Regions from separate parts of the Sus scrofa genome. Here region 1 is linked to region 2. A link is a contact called in public promoter capture Hi-C data. All regions are on one chromosome and are shown on one strand. Each heading gives the region's core, a stretch centred on a gene start, on an enhancer-like site or on the middle of the called end of the contact. The rest is flanking DNA. Distances are from core to core; before and after follow the strand shown. Region 1 holds the start of NUP155 (nuclear pore complex protein Nup155). Region 2 holds the start of BRIX1 (BRX1, biogenesis of ribosomes).

Region 1 (3,432 bases), core at 23-2,522, 2.1 Mb before region 2:
AAAAAAAAGTAACTTATTTGAAAGGATAAGCCTAATCCTTATTAATAGACATAATACATATTTCATGAAAAATCACCATAGTTTCTAAAAGTAAACCATTAGCAAGAATAGCATTTATGTATTTGCAGATCTCTTAAATGTTTGGCTGAATAAGAGGTAGCTAAATTCTCATATCTGTTGTTGTGATGTGTTATTTAGTTGAAATATATGCAGAAAAGGAGCCAACGACAGTTATGTAGTAAGAAAGGGAGTATTTTAATAACTTTTTAGACACTTGTGAATAGTCTTCTATGATAGCATACCAAAACTTAATGGTAGTTTTGTAAACACCTTTTCTCATGTATAATTTGAAACCATCAGTGAAATTTTTTTTTGAACTTTGTCAAATTAAAATTCACTAGTCTATGTTGTTCCCGTTGTGGCTCAGAGGGTTATGAACCCCTAGTATCCATGGGGATGTGGGTTCCACCCCTTAGCCATATGCTGCAGATGCAGCCCTAAAAGGACAAAAGACAAAAAAAAAATTCAGTTTCTGGAAGAGTGGGTGATCTGCTGGGTAGCTTACTTTATACCAGGCGCTCTACTATGGGCCCTGGATGAAACAGTGAATTTGACCATCTACTTCCTCTCTGTAATGGGAAATAAGCAAGGCAACAGCTCCGTGCACCCATTGAATATGTCCATAAACATATTTTTTTCACAATAATGACACAAAGTGAAAAGGTAGCAACACACATAAAGGAAGCTTGATTGAGGGTTTTTTTTCTTTTAATTATTGTTGATTTACAACGTTGTGCCAACTTCTGCTGTACAGATTGTTTTTTCCTTTTTGACCACCCCTTGGCATAAGGCGTTCTCCAGCCAGGGATCAGATCCAAGCCATAGTAGCAACCTGTGGCAAGGCTGGATCCTTAACCTCCTATGCTAGGCTAGGATCCAACCTGCTTCCCAGGCTCCAGAGACACCTAAATCTCCTTGCTCCACAGCGGGAACTTCCAGATTATTTTAATTTACACCAGAGCCCGTAAGAAAGGTAGTGAAATTTTGGTTTACATGCAAATTGTTTCTGACCAAGAGTTACCAATTCCTATCCACTTTCAAGAAGTTATTTGGAAAAACAAACTGACGCGCCTACTTATACAGCTGCAGGCATGGGATTCCCATCCGCGAAGCTCGAGAAACCCGAGCGCAAAGGTCCTAGCGCGCGCTAAACCCACCAGAACCAGGGCAGCTTGCGCAGAACCCACATTAACCGACTCCCACCTACACAGCGCCTAGCCGCCCCCTTTCTCTCTACCCTCCCAACCCCCCTTTCCTACCCTCTCCTTCCCAGTCCCTCCCCTTTCCCTTTCCTCCCTCCCTCCCTGCAGGAACCCCCCCCCCCCCGATTTCCCGGCTTCTTCCCGAACCCAGTCATCCAGCCAGCTAGCTCGAAAGCGCCTCCCGCTCGCTAGCCCCACCCCTAACATCCAGCCCAGTCTAACAGCTTCCTCTTCCCAGCTCCGAAATGCTGTGTTCAAATCCCTCCCCGGATGAACCGGAAGTACGTCATGCACTGGCGCCTGTGCGCTCGTTTGGCGCGCGCGCCGTAAGCTTTGGGGCTCAATTAGCGTCTTGGGTTTTCTCTTATTTCTCCTTGCTTTTTGACTTTCTCCGGACGCCGGTGTCTCAGATTTTCGAGATGCCGTCTTCATTGCTGGGGTAGACGATGCCGGCCTCAACGTCGGCCTCAGCCCTGCAGGAAGCTTTGGAAAATGCCGGGCGGCTCATCGACCGTCAATTGCAAGAAGACCGCATGTACCCGGACCTTTCTGAGCTTCTCATGGTGCCTGCCCCAAGTGAGTGATCGATGCCCATATGGTGACTTGTTTCTCGGCCTAAAAGATTCTCGCCTGCCTCTCTAAGTAGGTCCTTATCCCCGAGGTGAATCGGCGAAGACATTCAGAGATTTGGCACGCTGTTTACTGCATTTTTGGAGGGCGGAGAAGAGCCCATTTTCAGTTTTTTGCTCACTTTCTTCATGTAGGTACTTAAGAGGATAGGAGTGAAGAGCATGCCCCCATTTGGAGCAGAAAGAGGTGGTCTCTAACCTTAATGAGCCTCTCATTGCCTTCAGGTGTTTATCATTAAGGCTACATGAGGAGGATCACCTGATCTGAGTCTTAGTTAATTAATTCCTCCTATTATTATTAGAGTAGAACTGAAGAACAGGAAGTTAATTTGGAAATTTACTGTGTTCACTTAAAGATATGCTTTGTTCTGTGTGGAGTTAGTATAATGTGAAGTGCTGGAAGGTGTTAAAAAGAACTACCAGCGGGATAATGGAAGCGATAGGGCAGACCAGCAGTGATGATGGATGAGCAGGGTTGGCACATTTTGTACCAACAAAAAGGAGATGTCTGTAAAATACTTTGATTAGCGATTTTAAGTTAAGGCCAGGGCATATGGAACTATATAAGTTGCTAAGGAAAAAGTCACCACTTTGTGACCTGGAAATTGGAGTAGAGAAGAGTAAGCTGAAGATTTTTGGTAAGCAAGAACCAATATATTCTAACTAGGATGATCTGTGCAGTGTAAACCTAGAAGGCACCACTGAGGATTTATAAAAATTCACTAATTGAGTAGACTTATAATCAAAAAGAAACAAAGCAGATAGTGTTTCTTCCCGACAGCTACTTACCCTAGGCTTGTCTGGTAAGAACTGAGTAACCTATTAGCAACTCTCATCTTGAACAGCACTACTCCTTTTGACTGCCCTACGTCTCAAAGCAAGATGTAGAAAGAGTCCATACACTGTGGTCCTCTCATCATATCTGACCCCAGTCCTGCCTATCCTCTCCACCTTTACACACCCCTGCCTCTTCAACCGAATCTCCTTTCTATTCGGAGAGTATTCTCATCCTCTTTTCCAGTCATACTGAATTTAACATGCTTTCCGTAAGAAACCGCCTCTTCAGGATTTTCTTTTACATGTACCGTTCCATCATTTCTAGAATGTTCTTTGCCTGACAATTCTTCCAGACTGCAACATCACTTTCTCAGGTATGCGGGTTCAGCTGAAGTATCAGCCTGTTCCACCCAAAGAAGCACACTTTGTGAGAAATAATGGAAAGGAGCCTGAACTATTGGAACCAGTCTTTATGAATTCATGGCATGATAAGTAAAGAAAATATAAGACCTGGACCGTTTAAGGAAGGGGAAACAAGTCACTTTCTCTGTAAAGTCTTTCTTAATCGTTTATATCCTCAACAGTTATTAATTCCATCCTCTGTGTTTCCATTCCTGATGAACATTTGCAGTGTTCTATTAAAATTATATTTCAAGATTAAATGGGGAGTTCCTGTCGTGGCTCAGCGGTAACAAACCCAATTAAGTATCTATGAGGATGTGGGTTTGATCCATGGCCTCACTCAGTGGGTTGGGAATCCATTG
Region 2 (3,724 bases), core at 1,215-3,714:
ATATATAAATAGGTGAGTTCATAAATACAACGTTTTCAGGTTTTAGGGGATTGAACTTGGGCCACAGTAGTGAAAGCACTGAGTCCTAACCACTACATCACCATGGAACTCCCCATAAATACAAAATTTTAAAGTCTATGCTATAAAGATACCTGCTTTAGAATGTGGCATCAACATTCTCAAGTCTTGCATTAAATGTCTTGTTCTGAAATTTATTCCTCTGGAAGAAAAGATGAGAATCCGTTCCTTATTTTTCCACTTGCCCTAAAGGAAAAAAAAATTTGAAAAAATTTAAAATTTCACAGTGCATCTATCTCATTTGTTCGTTTAAAGATAAAAGCTTGCAAGTAGCAAGCCAAATAATTCTGACCTTAACCTTTAATTCATCTCTCAGTGGCATTCACTGACCCAGCTTTTACCCAGATATACTCTTGGCCTTCTTTCTTTTTTTTTTCTTCTTCAATCTCCAATTTGTCCTCCTGCCTCTAAAGATTCTTTCTTAGCCCTCTTTTTAAATTCCTGATCTCTCCAGGACAGAGTTCTCAAAATCATTCCCAGTTTCAACTGTCAACTCTACATAAAGGTAAGGAACTCTTTCTGGCCCTAATACCCAAGAAGCTGACTTACCTCAAATTCAACTTCAGATACCAAACTTTAAAATCTGGTAAATTACCTTGCTATTTATTTTTCTGATGATGTCACCATCACTTCAATCCCCCACACTTTGAATCTTCCACTTTCCTTTATTCTCTCATATCATAAGCACTAGTAAATGCTGTCAACTTCTGTTAGCAACAACTCTTAATCATCTTCTACTGATACTGCCTTCACTCAGATTCTTAAAATCTCACATCATTTCCTCATCTCCTTAATGCTAGTCTTCCCATCCAGGAGCTCCTCCAGTAGATATGGCAGACTAGCACCTGCTTAACTTTTTCTACCTGACTATTGTCCCAAATCAACCTTACACCCTAGCCAACTTGGCTGTATTTTTTAAACTTTCAGCACTTTGTATACTTCAACGTCTTTGATCAGTTTCTCCCTCTCTCTTCCCCTTTCCGCCTCTCCCTTGCATTGCTCCTTCCCCTTTCTGAAAATCAGAATTTTGCTCTTACCTTAGGATCTAGCTCAAAGGCTAAATCAAATCCTTCATAATCCCTAACCTGTTTATTCTAGAGCAATATTTATCTTCTTCATTTAAATAGAATTTTCATTTATAACTCAACTCATAGATCCTTATCGTATTTTTTCTAGCTCCTAAAAGAGAACGCTTAACATTTACTGAAAATCTAACAGAAGTCTGCTTATTTTTCATAAAAAGCAAATCATATTTTCTTCCTTTCAATTTGCAGGTGAGAAAAGAGCTCAAAACGTCCCTGTTAAGAGCAGGGCTACAATTCAAGCTCATCTTTCATTCCTCAAAGCTCACTCCTTTCCCAATGCTTGCCACCCCACCAAACCATTAAGGGTCATTTATTACTCGCTAGCGTGTCAAACAGAGATCTGGCAAAGCTGAAGGTCGACAGAGAAGTTTATGAAACAAATGTTAACTCTAGTCTCCACAATATTTGACCTGGCTTAAGGAGCTCTCAGTCGAATTAAAGTTAGCAGCAACTTGTGCTCACCTTGTTTTGAGCAAAAAACATATAAGTTCCTAGTTTCCTTCTAAACTGAAGTGGTCACATTCTAGTTTTGCAATCCCAAGGCAGGGGAAACCTAACTTCTCACCGTGCCCGGCACGTTAAAACTTCATGAATACAAGAAAAGCTCACGTTATCTTGTCTAGCTTTCATTACCCCGAGATCAAGCAAGTCAAATTCACAATCCCAAGAAAAGGAACTTTTTAAAGGGCCACATAACAAGCTTTAGGATTCCTAACTAACCATACCTAACTATGTCGGTATATGGAAGTATTACTCTAAGGGATACACTCAATAGCGAGGAATAACTTTAATTGGTAAAACTATTACTCTCCAACAACAACAACAATAGGGGAGTAAATGGAAGACTAAACGCTGGAATTAAGACCCTCAAAGTCGCTTCTCTGTGACCCTCTAAAAGCTCTGAAGCCCACCCAGGTGCTCAGCCCGCGCCTCCAGGAGGGCAGCCATGTGTCCAAGCTTTAGCTATAAACCTGGTAGCCAGTCCAGCTGGAAGGGCTGAAAACGACCTCCAGGAACACCTCAGAAACTCCGAAACCCGCAGAGCCATAATCAAATAGGTAGCCTCAGAGAAGGCGTGCGGAGCCGCGGCCGCAGAGCCCACTCTACCTTGCAAACCGGGCCCGGAATACGATTTCTATCTTCCTCCTCCGCTTCCTCTGCCACCTCGCTTGACTTAGCAGGCGGCTTGGCGTCTTTTTCGCTTCTTTTCAGCTTTTTCGCCGGACCAGCCGGGCCTCCACGCCGTTTCCTCTTGGTTGCCGCCATCTTGCTTCCCGCCATCTTGCTCCCCAGCTTCTCTCTGGGCCTTCCTTCCGGCTGCGCCGCTCGCTCCGCTTTCCCATCTCTATGGTCCCGGGGCTGGGCTCGGCAGTCCTCCAGCTCTAGGTGCCTCTTTCCGGTCTCTGTGGTACCGGATGCCAGACTCTCTAGGCTTTGTCTATCTCTGTGGTGACGGTGCTGACGGGGCTGGCGGGTCTGAAAAAGTGGCGGGAGCCGCTCCACTTCCTCCCCGGCTGCCAGGGAGCTGCGTCCCGACCCCAAAGGTGGGTTTGGGCGCTTGGCATATCGAGACTAGTAAACGGGTGCAGTCCCGCGGCGGGTTGGTGCGCCGCGTTGTCTGGGGCTTTTGGAGGATCCGAGGACCACCCCCACCCCTTGTCTGTTAGGGACGAGGTTGGCTGCGTGGACAGCTCAAAACCGACTCTTTGGTGATACGCAGCCTCATCTTGGCGTGGCGAAGCTGGCCCGAGTAGAATGATGTTGTTGTTGTTGGGTGTTTTCATCGTTCAGTTTTTCATGGTTACTGTCGTCTTACTGAAGACGAGGAAACCGTAGCTTAAAGAGATAATTTCCCCCAAAGTTAGACAGTTAAGTGGCAGAAGTGGGGTTCAATCCCTGGTCGGTCGAGTTCACCGTCCAGGCCTCTTCCACTTGGCTCAGCGCAGGTTGAGATCGCGGGCTTAGCCAGCATTGACGGGAGTTTGTCTGATCTCATCAGGTGTTCCGCGACCAGCGGGAGCAGGTGTTGGCATCAGGAGCCGCTCTCCGGGCGGAATGCGCAGTGAACCATGCCCCTCCTAACACAACAGATCCCAGATGAGAGTGATTACAGTTTAGTGGCCAGCCTCGACAACGTGAGGAATCTCTCCACTATCTTGAAGGCTATTCATTTCCGAGAACATGCCACCTGTTTCGCTACTAAAAATGGAATCAAGGTCACAGTGGAAAATGCAAAGTGTGTGCAAGCAAATGCTTTTATTCAGGTATGAAAGTAGTCACCTTTAAGCCTGGGACTTAGTGATATTCTTCACCCCAGACAATGAAGGTCTTAATTGATATCATTTAAGTTAAAGAGCAAAATATCATTACTTGAATTCTTTTTCTCTCCTGGTAACAAATTCTTCTGCAATCTTGTTTAACAGAGATAATGGTTAATAATAATAATAATGTCTAGAATATATTAAGCTAAACTATAGGCCGGGCACTCTTCTGAGCGTTTTATATGTTTAACTCATTTAATCCTCAGAGAATAGTCTTTGATGTAGGTTCTGTTATTATTC

Evidence for each region. Promoter capture Hi-C pulls out the DNA fragments that hold promoters and counts their contacts.
Region 1: a contact with region 2 is called in a promoter capture Hi-C map of liver, with 3 times the contacts expected there. The contact joins the promoter of NUP155 here to the promoter of BRIX1 in region 2. A contact is called at or near these places in 1 of 5 promoter capture datasets (liver) and 1 of 47 Hi-C or Micro-C datasets (heart right ventricle).

Annotation. Positions count from the first base shown.
Region 1 is chr16:22,587,959-22,591,390 of Sscrofa11.1, reverse strand. It overlaps NUP155 (nuclear pore complex protein Nup155), which reads left to right and starts at 1,272. Exons shown (of 35, transcript XM_003133893.4): 1 at 1,272-1,838. The coding sequence starts at 1,709.
Region 2 is chr16:20,511,021-20,514,744 of Sscrofa11.1, reverse strand. BRIX1 (BRX1, biogenesis of ribosomes) reads right to left here and starts at 2,464. Exons shown (of 10, transcript NM_001244824.1): 1 at 2,271-2,464; 2 at 153-264. The coding sequence starts at 2,444. It overlaps RAD1 (cell cycle checkpoint protein RAD1), which reads left to right and starts at 2,573. Exons shown (of 8, transcript XR_308376.3): 1 at 2,573-2,707; 2 at 3,163-3,427.